Regions from separate parts of the Sus scrofa genome. Here region 1 is linked to region 2. A link is a contact called in public Hi-C data. All regions are on one chromosome and are shown on one strand. Each heading gives the region's core, a stretch centred on a gene start, on an enhancer-like site or on the middle of the called end of the contact. The rest is flanking DNA. Distances are from core to core; before and after follow the strand shown. Region 1 overlaps PKD1L2 (polycystic kidney disease protein 1-like 2). Region 2 has its middle 41 kb from the start of PLCG2.

Evidence for each region. Hi-C and Micro-C count contacts between places; a contact is called where the count stands out from the background.
Region 1: a contact with region 2 is called in a Hi-C map of embryonic fibroblasts, with 5 times the contacts expected there. The contact joins two enhancer-like sites. A contact is called at or near these places in 17 of 47 Hi-C or Micro-C datasets (alveolar macrophages, blood, embryonic fibroblasts and 11 more) and 1 of 2 datasets of contacts at active chromatin or transcription factors (skeletal muscle).

What each region holds. Positions count from the first base shown.
Region 1 is chr6:7,091,763-7,094,816 of Sscrofa11.1, reverse strand. It overlaps PKD1L2 (polycystic kidney disease protein 1-like 2), which reads right to left. Exons shown (of 44, transcript XM_021096997.1): 8 at 758-888. Among named protein-coding and RNA genes, the nearest start is that of PKD1L2, 28 kb to the right of the region's middle. Within about 2 kb of position 1,371, at least 6 of the 83 cell types and tissues checked have an H3K27ac peak or open chromatin away from gene starts, as enhancers often do. A contact at or near this core is called in embryonic fibroblasts, where this site is marked.
Region 2 is chr6:6,642,225-6,645,404 of Sscrofa11.1, reverse strand. No RefSeq gene overlaps it. Among named protein-coding and RNA genes, the nearest start is that of PLCG2, 41 kb to the right of the region's middle. Within about 2 kb of position 1,899, at least 52 of the 83 cell types and tissues checked have an H3K27ac peak or open chromatin away from gene starts, as enhancers often do. A contact at or near this core is called in embryonic fibroblasts, where this site is marked.

The DNA of each region.
Region 1 (3,054 bases), core at 122-2,621, 450 kb before region 2:
AGCCTAAAAGTGCTGGATTCCCAGCAGCCATTTTTTTTTTAATGGCCACAGCCACAGCATATAGAAGTTCCTAGGTCAGGGTTTGAATCCAAGGCACAGCTGTGACCTACTGAGCCAGGCAAGGGATGAAACCCACACCTCTGCAACGGCCCAAGCCTCTGCATTCAGATTCTTAACCCAGGATGCCATAGCAGGAACTCCCCCAGCATCCCTTATAGCTGGGCACGTGACCCTACCTTGACCAACGGTAATATAAAGAAGAGATTGCTGGGGACTAGTGGGAAAGATTTTTTTCCTTAATAAAAAAGATGAGCTGGGGGAAATGGGTTTCGCTTCTGCTGGTTGATGCTGGGTTGACATATGATGTCTGGAACTGCAGCAGCCATCTTAATTGCATGAGACACAAACCTATGGAGCAAAAGTTCTGATGGCAGAGCAGAATGACAGACTGAGCCTGGGTCCTTGCTGGTAACACCCAGACAATGAACCAGAACTACTTACCTTCTAACTTCTTAATATGTGAAATAATAAGACTTGAACTTAAAGCCGCTTAAGTTGGGCTTTCTGTTACTTGCAGCCTAAAGCATCATAACTAATACAAACTCAAATGTTTTAGAATTCTGTATCGATGGTTGGATGTTATACTATATACACTACTGTCTATTTAGAGTAACCAGAGAAATCTTAATATCTGTAGAAAAAAATAAGTATTCAAAGCCCTGCTTTGAGAAGCCCCTCACTAGATCCCAAGCAATTACAGTGTCCTAAACTCCAGGTCACAAATTTCCCTCCCTTGCAGAAAATTCTTACCTGTGACAGTGATGCTTCCAATTTCCAAACTCAAGTTTGAGAATGCATTCCTCACCAGCACAGTGACCAGAAAGGTGCCTGCAATACAAAGGGTGGAGCATCCTGGGCATTGTAATAAATTGCTTAACTGGAGTTCCCATCTTGGCGCAGCAGAAACGAATCTGACTAGGAACCACGAGGTTGCAGGTTCGATCCCTGGCCTCGCTCAGTGGGTTAAGGATCTGGTATTGCTGTGAGCTGTGGTGTAGGTCACAGACGAAACTCAGATCTGGTGTTGCTGTGGCTGTGGCATAGGCTGGCAACAGCTCCAATTAGACCCCTAGTCTGGGAACCTCCATATGCCACAAGTGTGGCCCCAAAAAAAGACAAATGACCAAAAAAAAAAAAAAATAGTTTAACTGGCTCTGAGACATTTCTCCCAGCTTTTGCTTTTCCAGTCTTCTCAGGGCAGCATCTGACTCATCACTGAAGCATTTAATGAATCCCTGTTGTATGCCAGGCTTGGTGCAAGATTCTGGGACACAGAGATGAATGAAACATGGTCCTTGTCCTCAGGGCCTTGTGGTCTAATAGGCATGTTGGACACTCCAGGGTAGGAGTTGGCATGGCGGGCAGTGTGGGCACAGGGTGGGGGAGCAGGAAATGGTTGATGGTGTGGGACAGGGCCTAGAGCTGAAGTTCAAAGGATGAGCAGATGCTTATCTGCCAGATGAGAGGAGATTGCAGCAGAGAGGCCACCACATGGTTTTCAAAGCATCAAGAGAGAGTGGAAGTGGGGGAGACAAAGATTTGTAAGAGGATGTGGAGAGACCTGCTGCTGCCTCACGGGGGGTGGGGGTGGGGGGTGGGTTCTACTTTCTCTTCTCAAGCCCAGAGAAGAGGCCTGTAGAGAGGGTCCTTGCGCAACTGGGCATGCGTTCTTTGGGGCTGGGGGTCCTCATGGGCAGGTTTCTTACTCATGCCCTCGAAGGAATTATCCATGACGGGTGGAGAGAAGGGAAGCAGAGATAACAAAGTGTGGTGTTTCTGCATTTAGGCTAAGAATTTTTTTTTTTTTTTTGTCTTTTTGTCTTTTTTGTTGTTGTTGTTGCTATTTCTTGGGCCGCTCCCGCGGCATATGGAGGTTCCCAGGCTAGGGGTCGAATTGGAGCTGTAGCCACTGGCCTACGCCAGAGCCACAGCAACGCGGGATCCGAGCCGCATCTGCAACCTACACCACAGCTCACGGCAACGCCGGATCGTTAACCCACTGAGCAAGGGCAGGGACCGAACCCGCAACCTCATGGTTCCTAGTCGGATTCGTTAACCACTGCGCCACGACGGGAACTCCTAGGCCAAGAATTTTTGACTGATCAGATGTTTGCCCTGGGGAAAGGGGATACTGGAGAGGGCAGAGAGAATGAGGAGAATGGAGAGAGGGACCCTCTTGGTGGCAGGAGAAGCATTAGCTGGGTGGATGTGGCCCAAAGGAGAAGCATCACCCCCATCCCAGGAGCTGCGGTCTGAGGGGCCCAGCAGGGAGCCTCAAGAGCCCACAGAAGTTCCTACAAGAGGCCTTTGCAAATATCTGCTGGGCCCTGAGGGCAGGGCCAGTGAGGGCCTTCCTGTCCCACCTTTTCCCTTTCCTCCCTCCTCACCCCTGCATCCCTAGAGGCATCTGGTCTATTCTTCTCTGGGGAGGAGAAGGCTGCTTATCATCTGAGAGTGAGCCCCAAAGTCACAAGGTGCATGGAGATTTAATCTCTTATCCCCTACGGAGTCAGTTTTATAGGAGACAAAAATTAATTTGCATTTGAATTCTAGCCTCTCTAGTGTGAGTATTTCCCATAGTCATTCCATTTCATTTTTGGACCCCTATTTTTCCAAACTGGACCCTTGTCAATACCTGGCAAAATTGCAGTGTTTTTCTTTTTGAATCTCTCATTCCTTCTGCTGTCTTTTTTGCCAGGTCCCTTGGTGAGGGCGTGGTAGCCCTACCCATGCACAGTATTACCCCCTTCTGTGTACACCTCTGAGGTCCAGGGCAGGGCGCCTGGATGGGCTGGAGACTCAGCAACCTTCCTCACTGCTGCCTGCTGACCTCACCACACTGACTCAGAGACGCTCTGTTCTCTCTAGATTAAATGCACGTCTGCTGTGGCTGGATGGTGCCAGCCAGTCTGTCGCCTATCTCTGCTCCAGCCAGCATCCTGACACTTCCTCTCTTGTCCATCTCTCTCCCACCCTTCAGTTTCACCTGTCTCT
Region 2 (3,180 bases), core at 650-3,149:
TGATTTTTGAAAAGCAAAGTATATTCATATTTAAGGTAAAGACTTGTAGATCATAACCATGCATTTACATGGTATGAATGAATGAATGAAAAATTCCAACCCAAAGAAAGGAGTTCCCATTGTGGCTCAGTGGGTTAGAATCCCGACTAATATCCAAGAAGATAGGGTTTGATTCCTGGTCTTGCTCAGTGGGTTAAGGATCCAGCATTGCCACAGGCTGCGGGTGTAGGTCACAGAAGCAGCTCAGATCTGGCGTGGCTCTGGCTGTGGCATAAGCAGGCAGCTGCAGCTCCAATTGGACCCCTAGCCTAGGAACCTCCATGTGCCACAGGCGTGGCCCTAAAAAGAGAGGGAAAAAAAGGAAGAAGAAAGGAAAGCAGCTCTGCAAGCGAACGAGGGGCGGTGGGCTGCCCATCCGACCTACATCTAACGTCAGAGGCTGGGCAGCGAGCCTGGAATCTTGACATCAAGCTGAAGACAATCAAGTGTGTATCTGGGGCGGCTCAGCCACTGTCTCACTCAGAGTCTGTGCCCTGTGAGATGTGGATCCCATAACAGACCCAGGTCCTTCCACCCAGTGCCCATCATCCCACCCAGGAGAGCCCCTCTCCTCCGCTTCCCATAGCCTTCCATTCAGACACCCCTTCATTCATTCACTGAGCAAGAACCTTGAAAACGCTGCTGAGTGAAAGATGGTCAGGTCCACAAATTATAAGACTCCAGCCATCTGAGCGTCCAGCACAGGAAATGTATGGTGGCAGAAAGTCAGCTAAGAGTTGCTTAGGGCCGAGGGGTCGGGGAAAGGCCAGTGAGAGCTGCGGGGTAGAGGTTTCTTTTTAGTGATGACAACACCTAACATCGACTGTGGTGTTGCCTGCACAGCTCTGTAAATAAGCTAAAAACCATATGTACACTTGACTTAGGTGGATTGTATGGTATGTGAATTATGTCTCAATAAGCCAGTTTTTTAAAAAAAGTATACATTAAGCACCTCCTGTGTGCCTGGCACACTGCCTCCACTGCATACAGTCAGGGAAGAGGCAGCCATTAGACAAATAATCCCACACAGCTTTTTTTTTTGGCTGCACTCATGGCATGAGAAAGTTTCCAGGCCAGGGATTGAACCCGAGCTCTGGCAGCGATCTGAGCCACAGCAGTGACAACACCAGATCCTTAACCTGCTCAGCCACCAGGGAGCTCCCACAAACCTGTAAGCACACAACAGTGGTGCACAGAGCTAAAATGGAGCGAGCCCAAAATGGCCAGCCGGGAGGGAGATGGAGGAGGGAACAGCCATCCAGGCAGAGGAAGGGCAAGGGCGGAGGCCCTGAGGCAGTGTCTGGCCTTGGAAGGAACAGACTCTTAGGAGGCAGAAGTGTGGGGTCCCTGGCAGCAGGAGAGACAGGCAGGGCCCCTTAGGTCCTAGTCCTCGCAGTAGAAGGTTCCAGAGCAGAGGCTGAGTCTTGGGGAAGGGGGATATGATAATTTGGGAGTAGTTTCCATAAGCCCTGGGCTTTCAGTGGAAGGGACCAGAGGGAGCAGAGGTTGAGGTGGGAGGGACCTAGCTCCTCCTCCCGCATTCTCTTAAAATGTGCTTTCTCCCCGGGAGGGAGCTTCCTGTTACTGAAACAGGAAGTAAAGGCTGCTTCGCCAGCAGCCGGCGGAGAGCGGGCTGAGGACAAAGGGCCGGGAGGAAGCCGGGATCGGAAGGCGGCTGGCTCGGCTCACACCTTTCTGGCTCAGTGCACACCTGTCTGCCTCTAGTGGCCAGGACAAGACCGAGAGGAGGGCAGGGCAGCAGCTCTAACGCCCCAGATGTCCCAGCTGCTGCAGAACGAGGCTGGGGTTGCACCAGGCCGAGCTGGGGGCGGAAGGCAGCGTTCGGGGACTCCGGGCCCGTGACGTCAGTGTTGCCATGGAGACCCCCGCTGCCATCCGCACGTGTTGCAGCTTCAGGAGACCCTCGGGCTGGCGGGGACGGCTCTGCGGGGTTGAGGGAAGCTGCGAGACAGCCCTGGACCCCACCCCCACCCCCCAGGCCTATGGCTCTGCCCCCGAGGGCGGCCCGCGAGAGGGCAGGGTGCCAGTACCAGGAGGGGCTCCCTCCAACCCTCCATCCGCACCCCGAAGCCCGTCGACCAGACACATCTCCTCTCTTGCAGTCAGGGAGATGCCTTGGCGTAAAACGGCTCCGGCCTCCTCCGCGGCCCTTCCCCCAGTAGCGGCCCCCCCGCGCCCCCACACTCCTAGCGCCGTTGTTTTATCTCTAATGGCCCTTGGTTAAGGAACCTTTCCCGAGGCCTCCGAACACTGCCAGCTCCTGGGATCCTCAGCCCGGACCCAGCGAGGGGAGCTGGCCCCCTGCACAGGGATGGAGCCTGCCGGGGAAACGCGGTTCTCTTTGTCTCTAAATCTTGTTTCCCGATGGCCTTCTTTCCAATTTCTCTTTCTTTTTCTGGAGGTTCCCCGGGCCGGGGACTGAACCCAAGCCACCGCGGTGGCACGAGAGACTTCCTCCAGTTTCTTAAAGACACCTTTGGTAGCAAAATGTCCAGGCTACTTGAGAACTTAAATTTCACCTTCATTTCATGCCTCTTCCCCTTCCTGAGTCCCTACCTCCTCCTAAGTGGGGTGGGGGGGAAAGAAAGCTTGAAGGTAGATGCGGACTAAAGTGTTTTTGTCCTTGACCTTGTCTGGTCATTGTTGGCTGGCCACGGAGGTGCTGATTAAAAAAAAAAAAAAAAGCACAAAAGCACTAGCTAGAATTTGGGAGTTGTTTTATGTGAGGCCATGACTGAGGCCAAGAAGGCAGCCTCTCAGCGCTGAGGGACTGTCCTTAGGGGACATGGAGGAGCCAGGATACACAGGAGTTTTGCGGGCGGGGGGAGGAAAAGAAGCAAAAACATATAGTAGAGAGATTATAAAAGACTACTGCTAATCGCTCAAACCGGACATTGTAAATTAATGATTTTGGTGCCTTTCTATGTATGGGGAGATGCTGGAGTCTGGGCTTGATGAAATCATTCCTTTGATAGGCATCCTTAACTCTCTAGGGCCAAGTACCCTGTTTTTCTCCAGCCCCGATTCCCCTCAAGGTGCATCATTAGGAGTTCCCTTCGTGGCTCAGTGGCTAATGAACCTGACTGAGATCCATGAGGTTGTGGATTCGATCCCTGGCCT